Linked DNA regions of Sus scrofa: region 1 is linked to region 2. The links are chromatin contacts, called in public Hi-C maps. All regions are on one chromosome and are shown on one strand. Each heading gives the region's core, a stretch centred on a gene start, on an enhancer-like site or on the middle of the called end of the contact. The rest is flanking DNA. Distances are from core to core; before and after follow the strand shown. Region 1 overlaps SHROOM3 (protein Shroom3). Region 2 overlaps SHROOM3 (protein Shroom3).

Region 1 (5,916 bases), core at 2,525-5,024, 81 kb after region 2:
GGGCTGGTTGAGCACTTGTGACCTTTCAAAAAGGGTGGGCAGAGATGGGGTGAGAGCAGGGCTGAAATCCTGCGTGGGCTTGGCTCCTCGGAGCACCTGTAGTAGGAAGTGCCTTTGTCTAATTTGCACAAGGTGCCACGTGGGCTGGAGGTAGACCTGCCTGAAGGTATTTTTTTTTTCTCCCTCTTCTTAGGGCCCCATCTGCAGCATATGGAGGTTCCAGCCTATGCCACAGCCACAGCAATGCCAAGTCCGAGCCTCATCTGTGACCTGCACCACAGCTCATGGCAACCCTGGATCCTTAACCCACTGAATGAGGCCAGGAATTGAACCCACATACTTCTCAATACTGGTCGGGTTCTGAACCCACTGAGCCATGATGGGAACTCGTATTTGGTATTTTTTTATTGGAAAGCATATGTGAGGATGCTCATAAGATTGAACACGACCCTGAAGGTGATAGGGAGTTACTGAGGAATTTAAAAGGCAGATCAGGAGTGAATGAAATAATGCCATTTGTCCATCATGGATGGACCTGGAGATTATCATACTAAGCGAAGTATGTCAGAGAAAGACAAATACCATATATCACTTATATGTGGAATCTAAAAAAAAAAAAAAAATGATACGAATCAACTTATTTACAAAACAGAAATAGACTCGCAGACATACTTAAACAAACTTCTGGTTACCGAAAGGGTAAGGCAGGGGGAGGGATGGATTAGGAGTTTGGGATTAACGTATACATACTACTATATATAAAATAGAAAACCAACAAGGACCTACTGAACAGCACAGGGAGTAATAATATCTTGTGTCATTCCTTGGTGGCCTAGCTATTAAAGATCCAGCATTGGAGTTCCTGTCGTGGCTCAGCAGAAATGAATCTGACTCGCATCCATGAGGACACAGGTTCAGTCCCTGGCCTTACTTAACTGGGTTAAGGATCTGGCGTTGCCATGAGCTGTGGTGTAGGTCGCAGACACAGCTCAGATCTGGCATTGCTGTGGCTGTGGTGTAGGCCAGCAGCTACAGTTCTGCTTTGACTCCTAGCCTGGGAATCTTCATGTGCTGTGGGTGCAGCCCTAAAAGACACACAAAAAAAAAAAAAAAAAAAAAAAAATTATATATATATATCCAGCATTTTTACAGCTGTGGCTCGGGTTCTATCCCTGGCTCGGGAACTTCTGCACGCCATGGGCATGGCCAAAAAAATCTTATGATAACCAATATTAGAAAAGAATCTGAAAAGTTGTGTGTGTGTGTGTGTGTGTGTGTGTGTGTGTGTGTGTGTGTCAGTGTGTGTCAGTAAAAGGGGAGGACGTGGTGGGTTTGGTATCTGGAAGGGGAGTAGGTGGATGTGATGGCAGGAGGAGGCTGTCAGAATGACTCCCAGATTTTTCACTTTGGCAGCTCAGTAGAAGGTTTGGCTTCCTAGCAAAGGCTGATAAACCTGAGAACTTTGACACAGAGAAAGGCGTTAACTCGTGAATAACAATCAAAAGTTTGTCATGGAAGCCTGCAGTTAAGGATTAAAAGGAAGGCTTTATTAGTTGCTTTTGAGATACAGGGAAACATGGGTCTTAAGTTGTGACCCTTCAGAAAACGGCCAACTGATATTAAAGGAAATTGTTATGCCCCCTTTCAAGTACAGTAAAATTTCCTGCGGTGGATAATCGGTCTTTACCAGATAGTGCTGCCCAGCTGCAGACAGCTAGTTCCTCACCCTTCTTCTTTCTTTCAAGAGTAAAAGAGGCTTGGGTCACTGTGGAGGCTTGGGTTCAATCCCCAGCCCAGGAACCTCCACATGCCACAGGTGCGGCCATTAAAAAACAAAAACAAACAAACCACCCCCCCAAAAAAACAATTGAAAACCAACACAGCCTTGGGTCCCAGGTGCACTTTGGCTTTTGTCCGCATAATATACCTATCACTCTGGTTATCTTTCTTACATAAAAATTTTTTTAAAAGAGTAAAATGATATAAACCTAGAGTCTCCCAAACCCTCTCCCCGTTCTTTTGGAGAAAGCATTTTTTTGTTTTGCTCATGGTAGTGCACAGCTAGGGTTTTTTCTGTCTTGCTGTGCTTGTCATGATAGGATAATTGTTCAGGCTTTCAAGGTGAATTGTCCCTGGTTTGAATATCGACTTCAATTCCTTCCATCGCTTTGGGCAGGATACTTACTTTTGTGAACCTCATCTGTAAAGTGGGGGAGCTATGACCCAGCTCACAGAGCCGTCACGACGGTTAAGGGGCAATGAAAGTGAAGTGCTTGACGTGGGGCTGGCAGGTAGCATGCTGGTCACAGTGGTGCTGGTAGCAGGGGCTGTTGTTGCTCTTGTTATCAATGCCGATGTGGAGACGTTAAGAAATGATACAATGTGCTTTTGCCAACTTTGATTATTCCTTGAGCTGGCATCTGCTGGATGGCGAACATTATGCAATGCTGCCTTCTTGATGGATGGGGCCACGGGAAAGCGGTGCATGCCCCATGAATCAGAGGGAAGTTTCCATACATACCCCACTCTTTCCTGGGCACCTTGGGAGATGAGGCTGGTTATGCTGGGATAGAAAAGCATACCATTAGACTACAGAAACCGCTGAAAGAAGGCAGAGAACGATGGTCCTTTTTTTTTTCCTGCCACTCCCTCATATGCGGAAGTTCCCCAGGCAGGGATCGAAACTGTGCCACAGCATTGACGCCAGATCCTTAACCGCTAGGCCACCAGGGAACTCCCAGAACTATGGTACTCCTGGTTTTCACATGCCTGAGATGTTTTTCTAGGATACAGTCGAGCACTGAAGCTATGTTTGATATTTTATGTTTAATAATTCAATGAAGAAAATTTCTTGATAACTATTAGCGTGTGTGGTTTTATCAGCCAGTTGCACTGAAAGAGTGATTAACTTTCCTTATCAAGAAACGGTCTCGATAAGGTACTCAGTGACTGTAACCCTGGTCATTGCTCTGGAATGTCCCCGATGGTCCTGCCAGTTTTCATTGCCCATAGGTGTGATATTTTTGTAAATGCCTCCATTTAATGCTTTTGCATATTAGAAATATTTTATGGGAGTGCTCGTCATGGCTCAGCGGTAGCAAACCTGACTAGTATCCATGAGGACGTGGGTTCAATCCTTGGCCTTGTTCAGTGAGTTAAGGATCCTGCGTTGATGTGGCTCTGGTGTAGGTCTCAGCTGAGGCTTGGATCTGGCATTGCTTGGGCTGCGGTGTAGGCCGGCAGCTGCAGTTCTGATTTGACCCCTGGCCTGGGAACCTCCATATGCCTCGGGTGCGGCCCTAAAAAAAAAAAAAAAAAAAAAATTATGCTGCACTATAACTGAAAGTAAACAACTAGTGTGTTTCTACCTCACTGGTAAAAAGGGGAGTGGTGAGAACTCAGGAGAAAATATTGTTAAAGTGCCTGGGATAAGAAATACATATTTAAGCATCAAGAATCATTGTTCCTGATTGTCACTGAATCTTTGTGAAGCAACCCTGACTATCAGAATCAGAGACCAGGAAAAGTGGAAAGCCTGTTTTTTTTTTAGCACTACTCTGAAATCTATTATGCCTTTGAGGAAGAAAACTCTTTCAAGATGTTTAAAAAGAACCATCCATAATATGTTTGTTATGACAGAGAAGGCAGAAACGCTGGTGATAGTTAAATATTTAAATTATCGGTTCTCAACTGGAAGTGGGTTTGCCTTTAGCCAAGTCTGGAGATTTTTTTGGTTGTCACGCTGGGGAAGTTGTGCTACTGGTTCTATAGGGCAGAGGGCAGGTCGTCCGGTGCCCAGGACGGCCTCCACAACAAGGCATTATCTGGCCCACGTGGTGCAAGTTTGAGAAATCCTGGGTTACATAATGACTGCTGGGAGCAACAGGTGATTACTTTTCAAAACTGGACTGTCTCTTTCAGCAAGAATGTAGCCTTCCAATTGCTAAATGAAATTCTTTTCTTCTGTCTATATAGGGAAACAATTGCTAATCCTTCCTATAGGTTTAGTAGCCTGGGCTGTCTTCTTTCTGTGTAACTCTCAAATTATCCAACACTTCAGTCCAAAAAATCATCAGGCCGTGGAGTTCCCGTCGTGGCGCAGTGGTTAACGAATCCGACTAGGAGCCATGAGGTTGCGGGTTCGATCCCTGGCCTTGCTCGGTGGGTTAAGGATCCGGCGTTGCCGTGAGCTATGGCATAGGTCGCAGATGCGGCTCGGAGCCTGAGTGGCTATGCTGTGGTGTAGGCAGGTGGCTACAGCTCCGATTCGACCCCTAGCCTGGGAACTTCCATGTGCTGGAGGAGCAGCCCAAGAAATGGCAAAAAGACAAAAAAAAAAAAAATCATCAGGCCAGTTGCTTGGGAGATTGTGGGTGGGAAAAAAAGAAGCCATGACCAGATTGACTAAGTGTTCACCTTCCAACGAATGAGGTTTAGCCCTCTTTGGACACATGGCTGTCCCGTGGCCATCCAGGGAGGGGACGGAGAGAGGCTGGGTGAGGAATGCCTTCACATTTCAACACTTTCCTTCAAGGAAAGGGAAAGCCGGCCAAGGGTGAGACCATCCTGGAGCAATCACAGAACTTTCCTTTGGTTCGCTGTTCTCTGTTCTCCTTGGTTATCTTTAGTTCACAAATGACTGATTGCGTATTTTCCAACCCAACTCTGGTGAGAAGGGCTGCTCATGATACAGAAGGACCCCGTGGGTCTAAGAATAGCTAAAAGAAATCACAAAGTCCTCTAGGTAATCACATCATTTCAAAAAGAAAGAATTGAACAATGGGCTTTCTCCCCCAGATTTTATGCATTTCTGTCTTGCAAAGTGTACGGTTAATCCACATGCTGCTATGCATTTGTCTTTATTGAAAACTGTAAAATTGCATAAATTCCTGACAAATGATGGCTGCAGACCTATGTCACGCTGCATTTCCTGCATTTGTTCTGTGCTGAAAGCCTTTGCTTCATCTTTGAAAGACTACCCACTTGTACCTAGGTTGACTAGTGGAGGTAGATTGGTAAATAGTAGGCAAAAGTAAAATGAGTTACCATAAATAAACTTTAGTCAATGCTACGAAATGGTTTTTAAATTGAATCCCTCTTGGTTGCCCTGCAGGAGAGCAAATTACTTTGCACTGTGATAGCTGTGAGTACATCTTTGGATTCTTCCATGGATCTCACTGTGCAATGTGGTGTTTAGAGTTTAGAAAGAGAAGAGCCTTTTGAGCCAGACTGGCTGTGTTCAGATGCTGGCTTGTCACTGACTCCGGGACCCTGGAACTTTGGATAGATCACTTCTCTCCTCAGCTTCCTTGTCTTCCAAAAGAGGATGGGAGTGGGAGTTCCCAAAGTGGCTCAGTGGTTAATGAATCTGACTAGGAACCATGAGGTTGCGGGTTCAATCCCTGGCCTTGCTCAGTGGCTTAAGGATCTGGCGTTGGCCGTGAGCTGTGGTGTAGATCGCAGACGCGGTTCGGATCCCGAATTGCTGTGGCTGTGGCTGTGGCCGGTGGCTACAGCTCTGATGAGACCCCTAGCCTGGGAACTTCCACACGCTGTGGGTGCAGCCCTAGAAAAAGCAAAAAAGACCAAAAAAAAAAAAAAAAAAAGAGGATGGGAGTGTTTTCCCCAGAAGGTGATTGTGAGGATTAAATGGGCTAAGGCGTGTAACTAGCACAAAGTAAGTGCTCAATAACTGTTAGTTATTTTTATTGTCCTCATTGGCATTCGCATTGTTACATTGTATTTTATTATTCTGCATTTATACTAAGAGGTAGAGGGATGGAACACTGATGGCTGGGGCCCCTGCAGCTTGCCTAAATCTAATGTGGTGTAAATGGACCAGGCAGGTCTCTATCACCTCCTGTTTCTTGAGATGGCCATCTTCTAAAAACATATACTTTTAAAAATATGCTCTGG
Region 2 (6,884 bases), core at 32-2,531:
GGGATCCAACCCATGACTGTGACATACACCACAGCTCATGGCAATGCCGGATCCTCAACCCACTGAGCGAGGCCAAAGATCGAACGTGCATCTTTGTGGATACTAGTCAGATTCATTTCTGCTGCCCCATGAAGGGAACTCTCCCCCCATGTCACATTTGAAAAGAGTCTGCTGCCTCCTCTGATCTTTGCTGGCCATGGCCTGACTGTGTCCTACCTTTGTGCTGCCTGCATGGCAAGCAGCCTGGACCTGACTTCATTGTTGGCTTTGTGAGCTGAAACCAAGCCTTGGGAATGATGCCTCTTTTCCAGGATCCACATGCCTCTGGATGCAAAAATGAATGGATGGATGAATGAATGAATGCATGCATGCTAGTAGGTTCCTGTGTACTGCTCCTCTCTGCACCAGCCAGGTTGGGATTTGTCTGCTAGCCCCAAAGACAAAGAGTAAATGGGAAAGGGCAGAAACTAAAAAAAAATCTGACATCCTAAAGACACTGCCCTCTTTGAATCTTGTCAATCTGCAGCCACAGAAAGGAAACAGAATGTGCATTACTAAGCGAAGGAAGCCAGACAGGGAAAGACAAATCCTGCATGATATCACTTATATGTGGAATCTAAAATAGGACACACACGAACCTATGTACAAAGCAGAAGCAGATTCAGAGACAGAAAACTAATGGTCACCAAAGGGGAAAGGGTGGGGAGAGAGAAATTAGGAGTTTGGGATGAAAAGATACACACCACTCTACATAAAACAGAGAAACAACAAGGACCTACTCAGCACAGGGAACTGTGTTCAGTATCCTGTAATAACCTATAATGGAAAAGAGTCAGAAAGAATATAATCTGTATACAAAACTGAACCTCTTTGCGGTCCACCTAAAACACAACGTCCTCAATCAACTATACTTTAATCAATCAATACGTACAAAAGACGAAGGTGGGAGGGAGGCCTTGGGGAGGAAGTCTTGGGCACACCACACACCCCAGGGGACAATGGCCTTCCCTGACGCACTCTGAGCCTCTGGCAGGTTATTTTTAACTGCCACCTTGTAAAGTCAATGTTTGCCCTTTGATAAGTGTCCCGTCCAGTGGCTTGTTGTAAACTCGGCCTGGGAGGTGCCTGGAAGGGTCTAGAAGTGGTATGTGAGAGGGCAGCGGGGCGAGTGAAAGGTAACAGTCTCAGAGCCGCCAGCCCCGATCCCCGATCCCCGATCCCCACGACAGATCAAACCAGCTCGGGGCATCGCGTCCCCCCGGCTTGCATCACCTGGTCACGAGCTGCTGGCGGAATGTGTGGAATGGATTGTTCTCCCGGAGTCTGGAGTCACCCAACACCCCTGAACAATGAGCGCTCACATTCTTCGTTTTATGTAAGAGCGCATAAGGAATGTTCCAGCGGCCTGGACCAAAAGCAGGAAGCTGATGCCGCCTCCCCCTCCCCCGCTTCTCCCCCCTTCTCCCCCCTTCCCTCTCCCCCCCGCCCTCCCTCTCGTCTTGAAGGATGAAAAGCCGAGGGAGGAGGGGAAAGCGAGAGAGAGGCCTGTGGCTCCAGGCCCCTGGGAGAATGAAGTCGCAGGTCGGAGGGCAGTGCATTGAAAATTCGGAGCGCAGAACGTCCTCTGTTGCAGCCACGGCATTTCAGGGGGTTTTGGTCACACGGAACACAGAGCCCACCTCAAACTGGGTTGAACAATCCAAGAGCTGGACTGACTGCCTCGGCCCTGGAAACCCCAGAGGGTCTCAGCGTTGGTGGGACTGAGTAACTGGCCAGGCGTTTGTTCTTTGTTCTTTACCTTCAATGGTGTTAATTTCAAACTTAAGGCCTTTGCCACTTCTCCTTGTCCATCTCCAGAGAGAGGAGGTCTGTCCCCAGCACTGGCTGATACCCCTGCCCCAACTGTGACTGAGGCCTCTGATCTGAGAAATGTCATGTGCGGACTGGCTGAGGCTAGGGGTCCCTGTGGGTGGCTCGGGGCTCACTTGGAGATGCAGTCACCACAGCTGCTTCAAGGGTGCAGTGGATGCTGGACGACAATCGCCAGGCCCACTGATACACCCGCTAGAACAGTCCCTCTAATTCTTGCACTGAGGATTAAAACTCTTTTATGAGGGCATCAAACCTCTAATTCTGAAAGGTGAGATAAAATTGAAACAGTGGGAGTTCCCCGTCATGCCCCAGCAGGAACAAACCAGACTAGTATCCATAAGGATGTAGTTCCCTCCCAGGCCTCACTCAGTGGGTTAAGGATCTGGTATTGCCATGAGCTGTGGTGTAGATCGCAGACATGACTTGGATCTGGCATTGCTGCGGCTGTGGTGTAGACCAGCAGCTGCAGCTCTGACTACCCCTAGCCTGGGAACCTCCATATGCCTCGTGTGTGGCCCTAAAAAAAAAAAAAAAAAAATTGAAATAGTAACAGTGAATTTACATGAAAATGTACAGAGAGGGAGTTCCCTGGTAGTCTAGCAATTAAACATCTGGCATTGTCACTGCTATAGCTCGGTCGCTGCTGTGGCACAAGTTCCATCCGTGGCCCAGGAACTACTGCACACCATGGACATGGCCAAAAAAAAAAAAAAAAAAAAAAAATTCTGAGAGAGTAAATTTTCATTAACACAAATGTCAAGTGAGCTGAGAAGTAATTTTATTTTTCTATAATTGAATTAAATTAACTCATGAGCCCTAATTTCTACATGGTAATAGAAAACTAAATATTTCTAATTCAAGATAAATCCAATTACCTCTGGTTTAAACCCTGGTCTTTTTTAAGCATTTAAATATAACTTCTTTGGGATTTCCCAATGTGGCTCAGTGGTAACGAACCTGACTAGCATCCATGAGGATTCAGGTTCGACCCCTGGCCTCGCTCAGTGGGTTAAGAATCCTGCATTGCTGTGAGCTGCGGTGTAGATTGCAGATGCGGCTCGGATCCAGTGTTACCACATGGCTGTGGTATAAGCCAGCAGATCCAGCTCCAATTTGACCCTTATCCTGGGAATTTCCATACACTGCAGGTGTGGCTCTAAAAAGAAAAAAAAAATTTTAAAAACCCCCCAAAAAACTCTTCTCCCACCTGACTTCAAGCCCCCATCCCTACCCTCAATCTCAGCTCTTCTTCAGGAGAATTTGCCGTTGGCCATGATGGTCTGCTTTGGGAGCACTGCCTTCCCGGGAATTTTGTAGCAGCTGTAGCAGAAAGAGAAAAGGGCGTATAATACACCATGGCAGGTACCGACTCCCCGAGGGGTATGAGGGAAGATGCCTGCTAACCTGCTCTGTCCAGAAGCCATCAAGGGTGTGTTTCTGATCTGAGCATTGCTGGGGGGCACCGATTTCCCTCGTCAGTGAAGCCAGAGCAGCAGACGCTCTCTGAGGATGCCAGCATACCAGGGCAAGAGCTGTTGGGATGTGACTCTAGATGCTGGAAACCCAGTCCTTCTTGAGTAACTCTTAGTCAAGATTTTTCTTTTCCTCTCTCTCTCTCTCTTTTTTTTTTTGGTTCTTGGTGTTCTTATGGTGACCTTGACATTTAAGGGGTAGAAAACTGGTTCTTGAGACGAACCTCTTCTGGGCTGACTTTGACTTTTGACTGCTGTCCTCCCTGCCCCCCAGGGCTGATGTCCATAGCCCGCCCCTGCCCTGTGGCTGCCAGGTTCATACACAATAAGGCTATTCCTAGTCCACTGTTTCTCTCAGGCAAACCCTTGCCCCATCTCAGAGAGCAGGTGGGAGGGAAACCACGGGGAAGATACCCACGGCTCTCCTGGGCTGCTGTGATGCTGCAGGAAGCGTGGAGGTGGGGTGGAGGGTCTGTCTCAGAGGGGCTGTCTGGCTGGACCTACCCTGTGGCCATTGCTCTCTGCTCTAGCCTGCACGCTGGCCCAGGGCTCTGGGTGAGAATGTTCCCTTGCAGGATTCTTGCTGGGGAGGGAGGGCCCAAGCCCTCCTGCTCCCAGCTCTCTTGTCTCCCTGCTGCTCCCAGGGTTGGACATCAGCCATTCTCACCAAGGACTTGCTCTCTTGTTCTTTTTCTTCCAGCCCAAAAGAGTTTTTTTTTTTTTTTTTTTTAATCTCCTTTCTCAGAGTTCCCATTGTGGCTCAGTGGGTTAAGGACCTAATATGAGGATGCGGGTTCAATCCCTGGCCTAAGGATGTGGCATTGCTGCAAGCTGTGGCATAGGTCGAAGATGGGGCTCAGATCCAGTGTTGCTGTGGCTGTGGTGTAAATGGCAGCTGCAGCTCTGATTCGACCCCTAGCCTGGGAACCTCCATATTCCACAGGTGCATGGATAAAAAGAAAAAAAAAAATCCCCTTTCTCTCAAGTTTGAAGGAAGGTTTACATAATTTTCATTATTTTATTTTAAAATTATTTTTCACTTATTAAGCTCTTTTTTTTTTCTTTGTCTTTTTAGGGCCACACCTGAAGCATATGGATGTTCCCAGGCTAGCAGTCAAATTGGAGCTGTAGTTGCCAGCCTACACCATAGCCATGGCAAAACAGCAATGCTGCTTGGATCCGAGCCACATCTAGCAACTACATCACAGCTCACAGCAATGCTGGATTCTTAACCCATTGAGTGGGACCAGGAATCGAACCCGAGTCTTCATGGATACTGGTCAGGTTTGTTACCACTGAGCCTTGATGGGAACTCCTAAGCTCTTTTTATATTTGTTTGTTTTCACTTTCAATGTTGTATTAGTTTCAGGTGTACAGCAAAGTGAATCAGTCACACATATAAATATATCCATTCTTTTTTCCCATAGAGGTTATCACAAACTATTGTTTCGTTAATCATCTATTTTATACAATAGGGTGTGTATGTTATTCCCACTTCCCCAATTCTTCCCTCCTCTGCAATGGTTTCGCCTACGGTTTTTGGTTTTGAAATCTGTGAGTTTGTTTCTGATTTACAGATTGTTCTTTTGTATCCTTTTTTCAAACAGATTCCACATAGAAGTGGTGTAATTTTCATTCTTTTAAATCTCTTGGTTATGGGGTGAACCCTATGGTTAGTAGTTTTACTTCAAATCTGGACCTTGACAGCAAGCCTGTGATTGGGAACCATCTTCTTGGCTTTAGCAATGCAGCAGAACTTTCTCACAAATCCAACAGGATGAGAGACTCGAATGTATTTCTCATTGGGTTTGTTCTTGGAAGCATATTTGACACAATTTCCCCTTGGCTGGGGAAATTCTTTTGGGGTGAGTGGTGATATACAGAGATCTGATATTCACCTTTTTTTTCCAGGGATTTTCTTTTTTAACACTAAAAAAAAAAACCCAAAAAACAAAAACAAACAAACAAAAAACAGGTCTTTTCTGAAAACTCTCTTGCTTACAAGGCAAACAGGAAGGCATTTAGTAGCAAAGAACTGTTGCTGCTATAGGTAATGGGCTGGTTTTCTCAGGCACAGATTAACCAGGTGTTGGGTAAACACTGTGTTAAAGCTGGCTGAATACTTTTAGCGGGTGGTGTTGCAACTTTGGGTCCATTTCCCTTTTTCTCTTGAGGAATCTGCTTCATGAAGAGGCACCTGCAAGTTCTAGGCTCCTAGGACAAGGTCTAGATCAATTGCTGTGATGGGCAGCTCCCAGCCACAGCCTGACTCTTCATCCTCCACCGTCTTGTTATTAGACCCACACCTCTTGCTTCCTTTAAGGCTTAACTGAGAGTAAATACCCCTGAAAAATGATGTGTGTTTCCTTAGGATTAAGACGTGTTGATAGTTCTCTTATCCTCAATATATGTAGTTGCTTGTCCTCTTTTCTCAGTTGATACTGAATCTAACTTCTGGGTGAGTAAGCAATGAATGTTCATTGCTTCATTGTGAATGTTCACAAGAAGATAAATAAAACTTGGAGGAAGAAAACCCAGGGAAGGTATTTTGTCTCCAGGTAGAGGGACAGAGCCCATGAGATCTTTAACTCTCACACCCATGCAGAGCTTCTAATCAACTGAACGCAGAGCAGGGAGGACCAGATTAACAAGTAACACTGAGATATCACCTACTCAACTTTTGCATCTGTGTCTTGTGGATGGAGATGGTCACACGTGGGAGGTTAGATATGGACTAGCTGGTCTTTAGAGCGATATCCTCCTACTAGTTTCTCAGTGGATTCAGACATACAAAAAAGAACAATTGCCAAGGAATGTACTTGCTTTCCCAGATTCCCCTGGGGTGCGTTAAATTAGCCTGAAAGAGTGGTTCCCCTGTCTTTCTAGGGTAGTAATAGCTATTCTGTTTGCTTGGCTTTCCAATTTCCATGTCCAACACCCTCCCACTCAGAGCATAGAGTAGAATCTTCTTACAAGGGAGCCAATGAGATGACAGGATTTCCATCAAAACATCAGGCAAATGGTAACCCTAAAAGCACAGGACATTGAAAATACAATGTGGAGTTCCTGTCATGGCTCAGCAGTTAACAAACCCAACTAGTAACCATGAGGATATGGGTTTGATCCCTGGCCTTGCTCAGTGGGTTAAGGAACCAGCATTGCTGTGGCTGCGGTGTAGGCCCGCAGCTACAGCTCCGATTCAAACCCTATTCTGGGAACCTCCATATGCCACGAGTGCAACCCCAAAAAGACAAAAAATTAAAAAAATAAAAACACAATGTAATAGAATAACCCCATAAAGTGAGGGCTTGGCCAATGTCGCAATGCTGGCATCATACAGGGACTCAGCTATATTCCCTCTTAAAAGAAAGACAAATACAATTCACCTTTGGGGGTGTTTGTGAGAATTTTACACCACCACACATATAACTGGATGGTACACTGTAGTATAAAGTAGTGATTAAGAGCCCAGTTTTTGAGTCACAGCCTTGGATTTAAAACTCAGCCACTTTCTCGCCCCAGGCAAGATGCTTAGCCCTG

What was found. A called contact is a pair of places that touch in the nucleus more often than the background predicts.
Region 1: a Hi-C map of liver shows a contact between it and region 2, with 2.1 times the contacts expected there. The contact joins two enhancer-like sites. A contact is called at or near these places in 1 of 5 promoter capture datasets (liver) and 5 of 47 Hi-C or Micro-C datasets (epiblast stem cells, fetal heart ventricle, liver and 1 more).

What each region holds. Positions count from the first base shown.
Region 1 is chr8:72,261,092-72,267,007 of Sscrofa11.1, forward strand. All of the region lies in intron 3 of SHROOM3 (protein Shroom3), which reads left to right. Among named protein-coding and RNA genes, the nearest start is that of SHROOM3, 170 kb to the left of the region's middle. Within about 2 kb of position 3,775, at least 11 of the 83 cell types and tissues checked have an H3K27ac peak or open chromatin away from gene starts, as enhancers often do. A contact at or near this core is called in liver, where this site is marked.
Region 2 is chr8:72,182,115-72,188,998 of Sscrofa11.1, forward strand. The region is part of intron 2 of SHROOM3 (protein Shroom3); the gene reads left to right. Among named protein-coding and RNA genes, the nearest start is that of SHROOM3, 88 kb to the left of the region's middle. Within about 2 kb of position 1,282, at least 36 of the 83 cell types and tissues checked have an H3K27ac peak or open chromatin away from gene starts, as enhancers often do. A contact at or near this core is called in liver, where this site is marked.